Linked DNA regions of Drosophila melanogaster: regions 2 and 3 are each linked to region 1. Evidence: chromatin contacts called from public Hi-C data. All regions are on one chromosome and are shown on one strand. The core of a region is the stretch at or near the end of the contact, and the rest is flanking DNA. Distances in the headings are between cores, read along the strand shown. Region 1 holds the start of FASN1 (Fatty acid synthase 1). Region 2 holds the start of Hrs (Hepatocyte growth factor regulated tyrosine kinase substrate). Region 3 holds the start of CG8838.

Region 1 (3,293 bases), core at 314-2,813:
AAGTGCCGGACAAATAGTTAGTGTATTATTATGGTCCGTATTCTTCGCAATTAGCGTGAGGCACTTAAAAACATATTGTTGCATTATATTGTTTTTATAGACCTAACCTACCATATTATTTGAACATTGTCACAGATCAAGAAGGCCGCCTGCATGTTCAAACAGAAGCTGCTACTTTCTGAGAGCTACAAGGGCGCCAAGCAGCTCCACAGCGATGTGGTCTTGATCAAGTCGGCCGAGCACAATGCGATTATGGCCCAGGACTATGGCCTCAAGGAGGTAAGTGCCTATAAAACCTATCTATAGCATTATTTAATGACCATTTCCCTCCAATCCTTGCAGATTTGCAGTGCCCAGATCGACATGCATGTGGTGGAGGGTACACACAGGACCTTCCTCAAGGAGCCGCACACTCTACAGATCATCGAGCGCGTCCTGCGGAAGCGTCCCTAGTGGAAGGGAAGTAGTTCGTACGATTATGCTGATGAATTATCCTGTAGAACTTAATGTACATATACCCTAATCCTATCAATACACGTAGCAATCGCGCATTGATTGTTTAAGAATAATGAACGCATTCAGTACGGTCGAACTTCACTAATCAGAACATTGTCTAATACAAGATAATTTTCCAAATGTATACTATCGCGAGGCATTTCTCACAAAGTAATTGGCTTATAAACGATCGGAGAAGTTCGCTCGTGTTTCCAGTTTTACTCGCGTGGTACTCGCATGATTTCCACGATGAATCACTACGATCCGAACATTCTGACCCGTGCTGGCTGGCTTTATTGACCCGACTTCGGCGTACCTTTCCATAATTGATAATGCCGCCCACTCTATCGCGCTAGTGATCTCGCCAGACGATTAATAATCGACGAAAAAGTGGTCCGACTATGGCGGGCAAATCAAAATTTCTACATCTCCGTCACGCACACAACAGCTGACCACTTATCGCTGTTAATGCGAATTTAAGCGCCGCACAGAGTCCAGCAACAATAACAGAAGTTTACACCAATAACAGTGGCTTTGGAAATCCGAATTAAAAACACCCTGCTGCTGAAAAAATTTTACGCAGTCTGCTTAAACTAGGACCTTTTTGAAATAATAACTAATTCAATTCGGTTAATTAAATAAGAATTTTCCTTTTTGACACTAGCAATAATATTTATACATATTTTCATTGAACCCACATATGTTTTAATAGGTGCTATAAATATTAAAAACCATTCAATCTAATTGATCAATAACCAATCACTTTTAAGCTTAATAAGCGAAAAGTACAAGTAATGGATTTCAGGTAGATTGTGAATGATCAAATGAAATCGTAGATCCGTGAGTAGATCGCCGGTAAACAGCGGCTTATCAATCAGGTCTACGAGGTAAGGTCGAGGATGTCAGCCCAAGCGGCGGACCGAATTCGAAGTACCCTCTGTAGGGGAAGGGCATCGTGCTACGGTTAACTTTTAACAGCGCGAGAGAGCAGCGCAGCGAGAAGCTCTCCAAAAGCTCTTCTTGGAGGCGGCGGGCGTCATATAAAAAGGCCGGCGCTCACCTGATTCTCGCATTTCCGTTCGTCGCAGCATTCCGTCGTTGTCGTGGTTTTACAAGCCGGTACGCTACGTTTGAATCCCAAAGAACATAACTGTGTGTGGCAGAGTAATTTTCAAAAACTAATAGCTACTAACTAAGCTAATAACGGCAGTCAACGGAGAACTTCGAGTCGAAAGCAGTTTCAGTTTCTGGATTATAACGGTTTCCCCATTCAGTCAGGACCAACTGTAAAGGAACACCCCCCACGAAACTGAATTCGAATCCTCCGCGCAGCCCTCCGCCCGCTCCACTCCAAGAACTCGAAAAACAGCTGTCGAGGAATCGCCTGATTTCTAGGTATGTACAAAAAATGGCAGCCGCAGGAATAAAACAGCCCCTGTTCAAATTTGCGTGTGTGTGTGTGCTGGTGTGCTGAGGAGAAAATGAAAACGAAATTTTCGCTGGACAAAAAGTGAATTGCTAACGAAAATAAGAAAAAAAGCAGAAACAACGGAAAAGTGTGAAAAAAATAGGAGAAAAATGGTTAGATCGAGCGTCTCCAAGTGATCATTCGTCAAGTCGACTAAAAATACGAATTACTAAGTTCGCACTTGCTCTCCAGTGCTTTTGACCTTTAGGACCCATAGAAGTGTTGTTCTACTACTCCAAACGCCCCCCAAAACAGCAGTTCCTGCTGCGCTGAGACACCAAATTACACGCTAATTGCAAGATGTGCGGGCGGCGGTGGGGGGAAGTCCAAGTCCCAGTCTCCTCTCGTCTGCTCCATATAGTAGGGGCTTCGCGATAGGGTTTCCCTTTCTAATTGCCATGCAAGAGCTGCTTAATTTCTACGATTTCCTTGGCAGACATCGTTATAGTCCTTTTGCAATTCGGAAATCCTTGCTAAATATTCCCATGTAAATAAGTCCAGTGCCATTTTTGCAACGAACCCAAACCTTCTGAAATGACAAATCCAACAATTTTCCGGTTGCGTGTGCCATTTTCATTATTTTACAACCATGCTAACTGCACAGCCATTAAGACAGTTACTAAAAATGAAATTTGAAATTGCTTTTAATACGAAAATAGGGAAATCTATCTGCGTATTTAGCTAAAGTCAAGCAAACAAACAAATATTATAAATTTTACTATTATTACATTTGAAATTGCAGTGATAAATGTTGCAATAACAATAAGTTGTTTGCTTAAATACAAAATCAAATTCAAAAGTTAAGCACCTAAAGTAAAATACTTTTCAGAAATTGCTTAGCTCTACCAGCTGAATGCTCAAAAAGTTGAAAGTGAGTTATCAAGCGATCGCTTTGCATAAAACAACAACACCCAGCAACCCATAAAGGCGGCCACACGCCCCAATTCCGCAGCCAAAAACAAACAAGAATCGTGCGATTGTGTGATTGGAAAATTTCGAGTGTCTGGCTAATCTTTATCGGCTAATAGAGTCGTCGCTTCCTGAAGAACACGCGTCCGCCGCCGATCAAACATTTCCGATACAGGTGCACAGTCGTATGAGTAGGCAGCGCTGCCTTATCACTCTTATCACCACCAGGCCGTTTCGGAATCGCCCCATGGCCTAGTCTCAGTCAGAGACGTTATCATCTTGTTCATGAACTTGAAGCGTCACAGGCAGATTCGATTTGCTGGGCTGGGGATGTGGGTTTTTGGGCGGGGGCTGTGCTGACGCGTACAGCAGTACTTTGGGCCCCAATCGATGGCTGCGGGAATGGAACCGAGTGCATAAA
Region 2 (3,293 bases), core at 329-2,828, 320 kb before region 1:
ATTTAAGCCTTACTTGAATATTTTCAATACCACTTCCAGACTCTTACCTACCTGAAGCTGGGCATTCATGTGCTCTGTTCCATTTTGATTGGCTTGTTCTTCGGCGATTCGGGCAGCAATGCCACCAAGCAAATTTCCAATGTCGGCATGATCATGATCCATTGCGTATATCTCTGGTACACCACCATTATGCCGGGCATATTGAGATGTAAGTCGGAATGGGGGAGTGCATACTATGTGCCTCTTTCTACAATATAATATGATGCGTGTTACAGATCCCGCCGAAATAGAGATCATCAGAAAGGAGACCTTCAACAACTGGTACAAATTGCGAACCTATTACCTTGCCACCATCATCACATCCACACCAGTCCATGTGAGTCTGCAATCCTGTGGATTCCTGAAAAAACCTATCCACACGTACATACTTATATTTTCTCACATATATTATATTTTTTCAGATCATCTTCTCGACGGTGTATATAACGATAGGATATCTGATGACCGATCAGCCCGTGGAAATGGATCGATTTGTTAAGTACCTACTAAGTGCGGTGGTGGTCACGATCTGTGCGGATGGTCTGGGCGTCTTTCTGGGCACCGTGCTGAATCCAGTGGTAAGTGCAGAGCTCTTTAACCAAATGCTAGAATCCTTTGTCACCACAAAAACTTAATTTGCAGAATGGAACTTTCGTTGGCGCCGTTTCGACGTCATGTATGCTAATGTTCTCCGGCTTCCTCATCCTGCTGAATCACATTCCGGCTGCCATGCGATTCATGGCCTATATATCGCCACTTCGCTACGCCCTCGAAAACATGGTGATCTCGCTGTACGGCAATCAGCGTGGCCAGTTGATCTGCCCGCCCACGGAGTTCTATTGCCACTTCAAGTGAGTGAAAGCATAAGCAAGCTGCAAATATTCAAAGTACTCATTTATTATCGTTTTCGATTAGGAACGCTGTGACTGTGCTGCGACAATTTGGTATGGAGGACGGCGACTTTGGTCACAACATTCTCATGATCCTCATCCAAATAGCGATATTCAAGGTTCTGTCCTACTTTACGCTGAAGCACAAGATCAAGACGAACTGATGGGGGGGGGGGGGGGGCTTTTAGTATTCGGCTTAATTTGAATCGAATGTGATTTTATGTTACTTATGTATGTATGTATATCGCTTAGTTGCAAGTAAACCCAATCTTTTATATACCGGCGTGTGATACTTTAACAAATGCAACGGACCATTGCAATATGCGAGTGCCAACTGTTGCGGCAACCTCTAAGCATAGCGAATCATAGTTTTTATACTGTTTATGTATGGATAACTAACCTTTATATATGTATGTACGTGTAGTTATTTGTCTAGTTAACCTAATTGTAAGCGAGACCTGTATGAACAAACAAAATAAACAAGAAGCTTAAGCAAATGAGTAGCGCATTTATTTTTATGGCACAAAATGCGATTCCAATCTGGGGCTTAATGTTAATATGTTAATATAAAAGTCATTTCAAATTTTTAAAAATCCGTTACGAAAATTCCAAACTTTACGTCAATCGTTACGTCAGTCATGTAGTGCTGCTCTTATTTGCGTTGCCCTTGCTTTTCGTCATCTGGCAGCACTGTAAGGGTATGTTAATTTCATTGATGTGGCAGCACTAGCGCATTGCAGAAAATTTCTTTGCTTGCAAAACAATAATAATAAGCTTTCCTTATTTTAAACGAATAACAATAGAAAACCAACGACGAGAAGCAGCATAAAAGAAAACAGAAAACATGTTTCGATCAAGTTTCGACAAAAACTTAGGTAAGAAGCACCAAAGTCAAGGAAATAAACCAATAAGAAAAAATGACTCATCGAAAAACAAAAAAAACAAGGAAGAAGAATTCAGAAGTAACAATAAAAAGGCGATTGAACTCCAAAACAATTGAAGATTTTGATAAACACACAAAGGTCTAACAATTACGCACTTTCCACTCGCAGAAAATGCCACCAGTCACTTGCGTCTGGAGCCCGACTGGCCATCAATTCTTCTGATTTGCGATGAAATCAACCAGAAAGATGTCACGTAAGTTTCGGCGATTCCAGATTTATTATTTTAATCAAAAAACCAGTCCCAAGAATGCCTTTGCCGCCATCAAGAAGAAGATGAACTCGCCCAACCCGCACTCCTCCTGCTATTCCCTCCTGGTCCTCGAGAGCATCGTCAAGAACTGCGGCGCACCCGTTCACGAGGAGGTGTTCACCAAGGAGAACTGCGAGATGTTCAGCAGTTTCCTCGAGTCGACGCCCCACGAGAACGTGCGCCAGAAGATGCTGGAGCTGGTGCAGACCTGGGCGTACGCCTTCCGCTCCTCGGACAAGTACCAGGCCATCAAGGTAGGATTGGCAGCTCCATCTAAAGGGATCTTTACCATGCGATTGATGCACTTTGAAAAAGATTGTGGGTTTCTCTATACTTTTGCATTGAATATAACACTTTGCATCAGCCCAGCGCACACTTAGTTCAAAATCCGGCCCTGCGCTTTGCCATTAATTTAATTAGTAGGAAACAACTGTTTGCTGCGTAGCAAAACCCAGTGAAATGTCATCAGTTGAATAGAAATGAGCTCGGAGGAGGAACTTAGCATTGAGGAGGAATCCCTTGTAGACTCACGCCACATAACTACAGCTAACTTTACTAACAATCCCATTCTCTGCAGGACACCATGACCATCCTGAAGGCGAAGGGGCACACTTTCCCCGAACTTCGGGAGGCAGATGCCATGTTCACGGCGGACACGGCGCCCAACTGGGCAGATGGCAGGGTATGCCATCGCTGTCGCGTGGAGTTCACCTTCACCAACCGGAAGCACCACTGCCGGAACTGCGGCCAGGTCTTCTGTGGCCAATGCACGGCCAAGCAGTGTCCGCTGCCCAAGTACGGCATCGAAAAGGAGGTGCGTGTGTGCGACGGCTGCTTCGCTGCCCTCCAGCGTCCGACGAGCGGCAGTGGAGGCGCTAAGTCCGGACCACGTCCGGCGGACAGCGAGCTACCGGCGGAGTATCTGAACAGCACTTTGGCGCAGCAGGTGCAGGTGAGTCACTCTGGGAAAACAGCTAATCTAATCGAAACAGAACAGCCGATTAATGGCAAAACCATATTCCTTCTAGACACCAGCTCGCAAGACCGAGCAGGAACTCAAGGAGGAGGAGGAACTGCAGCTGGCGCTGGCCCTCAGTCAATCGGAAGCGGAGCAGCAGAAGCCCAAGCTGCAATCCCTGCCACCCGCTGCCTATCGCATGCAGCAAAGGT
Region 3 (3,293 bases), core at 467-2,966, 300 kb after region 1:
CGTATACGAACCGTGTGTGCGTGCAATCCGCGGATACGATTGTGTGCGTGGGTGGCCAGAGGGCGGTAAGGGGAAAACGAGGGAGGAGGAGATTACACTTAGAACTTGGAACGATAATACAATTATAAGCCTTAAAATGTGTCACCTGCGCTGGGTCGTTGACCAAATCAGATGGAAAATAACGCACAATTGCATATTAGGCCTAAATAATGATGATTGTTCAGTTTGCAGCGAAATTATTAAGTTTATTGTGTTGCCATAAACTTGGAGCGAATAAGTCGCCAAGTTGCCGCTATGTTTTTTTCTCGTTTTCGGTGCGTAGCTCTCGGCTCTCTATAAAAAAAATTATTTTTTCCTGTTGCTGTGTTGGTGGTTTTACTGTTGTTACTGTTTTTTATTTATACGCACAATGTGCAAAATGTGCGAGACACCCATACAGTGGCACCAATTCACGCACACGCACTTGCTCTTAACCTTGAAAAAACACACAGCCAATTTGTTGTTGCTCTCGACTTCTGGTGGCTTTCTTTTTGTTTTTGTTTCGTTTTTTTTACTGAACTTTGTTTTTGTTCTACCGCTGATAAGATTCTTATTTTCTTTCTTTTTCTCCTTAATTTGCTCTTTTCTTCTTCTGATGTGTGCTAGTGCGTATGGTGGGCCATTTTTCTAAGTGTACGTGTGAGCGTACGGCAAATATTGAATTTCTAGACAAATTTTATTAAGCGATGTCGGAATGTGAATAGTTTCTTGGTCTTTCATTTTGTATGTTATTTGCTAAATTTTCTATTAATTTAATTTCTTAGTCGACTATATACACGTATGTGTATTATATACAGCTGTGTTGAAAATTGTAGCCAGTTAAGAAGGCAAGGTTGAAGATTGCAGTTTTTTATAACAATGTAGCCTAGTTGTATTTAAGGCCAATATAAAATCCATATATGTATGTATATAATATATACTTACTTCCCTACATCGAAGAACCGTTGAAAAGGCCCCCAAATTTTGCACGAATTGTTCCTGATTTTTATGCGGTTTAATGAACTTGAACTCTTATCAGTCAGGTTGGCTTTCTTGATATTGCCCAGGAGAGAGCTGTAATGCAACAAAAGAAGCGGAATAAACAAAGTCGGTGATCTTACTCATGCCATTCGGCGTCATGTGAATTTATTTTAGGATTTTGAACTTGGTTGAGTTGGGAAATAAAGCAGGGCTATCGAAATTGGGTCGCCATTTCTTTTGCTAGACTTTGTCGCTTTGGATATACGATTACTTAGGATAAATATAAAAAATCGACTTTATTTTAAAGTTTACATCATCTATTGCACATATACTTTATAAGCTTAAAAATTGTACTTTACGTTACTCAAGATTTATCAACAAGACGATCGCAATACGTAAGTTATAACATTAAAGTTACATGCCTATAAGTATGCAAATATTTTGTCAGCGTTTGTGTATATATATGGCATATACGTCTTTAGCTTTAAAATGCGTCTTTAAATAATTGTAATTTACGATCGCAATACGTAAGTTATAACATTAAAGTTACATGCCTATAAGTATGCAAATATTTTGTCAGCGTTTGTGTATATATATGGCATATACGTCTTTAGCTTTAAAATGCGTCTTTAAATAATTGTAATTTACGAAGGATTCAAAATTTTTAAGAAAATACCTCTGCCCAATACGTCAGATCACATGTTCATGGAGAAATCATTTTCCAACCACCCACTCAGTTTGTAGCAGTACAAACACCCCATTACACATTTATCACTAAACATTCAAAGAATTTTCCAAACTTTTACTCTGTTTTAAACACGATGACGTCCATGCTGAATACCCCGATAGTCTCCATCTTCGATTTGATGGTGGAACGTCACATCAGGCTGCGCAGGGAACTGAATGGAAATCTTCCGCCAGTTCGTCGGCCTAAAGCAGCACGTGGAGCTGCCGACGGAAAGAAACCTTTCAAATACAAACCAAGTCCGATGGAGTTTCCCTTGCCAGAAACACTGGAATTGATGTCTCCGCCAGCGGCAAATGCCATTACTGCCGCGCATTTGACCCAGAAACACACTTTCCTTAAGATCCAGCCACCGAGCGAGAAGAACGCAATTAAGAAGCTGGTGGAGAAGATGTCCCATGGACGAGGCAAGACCAAGACCGTGTCGCCAAGGCACTCCCTGTCCAGCAAGAAGACCAGTGCCAATTCCTCCAAGACGGTCGTCATTCAGCCTCGCAAAAGGAAAGTAGCCGGGCAGGGATCATTCCGTGCTCAGCCAAAGCTCGGCAAGACCAGTTCCACTCAGTTGAAGCGACAACCCCTCTCTCCCAGAAGGGCAGAATCTACAGCTAAGGATGCCAGTACGCTGAGCAAGACGAAGACCAAGAAGAGTTCGCCTGAAAAGTCGGGTGCACAGATGCGAAATACCAGGTCTGCAGATCGACTCGGCAATGCAGAGATTCCGGTCTCAAAACGATGGCGTCTTTAGAAGCGATAGATATACCAGTAGATTTTCATTCATTCAAGCTAATCAAATTTGCACCAAGTAATCAACAACTTTAATCACAGTGATCCCTCCATGTGATGGACCGCACTGAATCCCACATGAAGGCGATCCAAATTGAAAATGTACTTAAATATGGATTGTCTAGTTTATATACACATGAATAAAAATGTCATGAAATGAAATAAAGGCGTTATTTTTTTATTTTATTTATTCGGTTTTATAATAAATTAGAATTTTCATTGCTGCAGCTTAACATTCGGTCTCTTATTCTTGTATGTTCTGTTTAATAAGCCTAAATTGTGACACAAATCGTAAGCCAATTTAGCTAGGGCCCAAATTAATTTGACAAGAGTTAGTTTTTAGCGTGGTATTAACCAACTTAAAAATTTTGTTAGCTTAGATCTAAATGTATTTTTCTTAATTATTCCGGTTTAGTTTTCTCTTCACATTCAATTCGCACAGGTTCCTGCTTTTTTCAAGCTTTTGCTTTGTTTATTTTTGCTCTGGTACATTAAAATGCAACTACTACAGACTAACAATACTTGGCCATATATACGGATTATATATATGGTGTATATATAGAGTTACGCAGTTACTGGCCATAGCCTTGACTTGCGATTTGGATTAAATAGTTTGAAGCATCTTGTTTCTGATTCTTGTTGTGGTATTGGTATCGGTATCGTCTGTAAACGGGCGCCAAAAATCGAAAAAGGGTAAAGAGTTGGGAGGAGTTATACAAAAGAACGAAAACATTGCTCACAATTGTTTCGATTGGTTTTACAA

What was found. Hi-C and Micro-C count contacts between places; a contact is called where the count stands out from the background.
Region 2: a Hi-C map of the Kc167 cell line shows a contact between it and region 1, with 4 times the contacts expected there. A contact is called at or near these places in 2 of 107 Hi-C or Micro-C datasets (the D17-c3 cell line and the Kc167 cell line).
Region 3: a contact with region 1 is called in a Hi-C map of the S2 cell line, with 2.0 times the contacts expected there. A contact is called at or near these places in 5 of 107 Hi-C or Micro-C datasets (the D17-c3 cell line, the Kc167 cell line, the S2 cell line and 1 more).

Annotation. Positions count from the first base shown.
Region 1 is chr2L:3,055,035-3,058,327 of dm6, forward strand. It overlaps FASN1 (Fatty acid synthase 1), which reads left to right and starts at 1,564. Exons shown (of 6, transcript NM_134904.3): 1 at 1,564-1,890. FASN2 (Fatty acid synthase 2) reads left to right here. Exons shown (of 7, transcript NM_001273057.2): 6 at 136-279; 7 at 343-1,109. The coding sequence ends at 453.
Region 2 is chr2L:2,738,408-2,741,700 of dm6, forward strand. Hrs (Hepatocyte growth factor regulated tyrosine kinase substrate) reads left to right here and starts at 1,579. Exons shown (of 6, transcript NM_164496.1): 1 at 1,579-1,627; 2 at 1,733-1,804; 3 at 1,982-2,066; 4 at 2,113-2,377; 5 at 2,701-3,075; 6 at 3,152-3,293. The coding sequence starts at 1,774. CG31689 reads left to right here. Exons shown (of 11, transcript NM_001273025.1): 7 at 40-208; 8 at 276-376; 9 at 462-617; 10 at 682-890; 11 at 955-1,423. The coding sequence ends at 1,093.
Region 3 is chr2L:3,355,930-3,359,222 of dm6, forward strand. CG8838 reads left to right here and starts at 1,717. Exons shown (of 1, transcript NM_134925.3): 1 at 1,717-2,689. The coding sequence starts at 1,821. The coding sequence ends at 2,492. GramD1B (GRAM domain containing 1B) reads right to left here. Exons shown (of 10, transcript NM_134926.4): 10 at 2,711-3,293.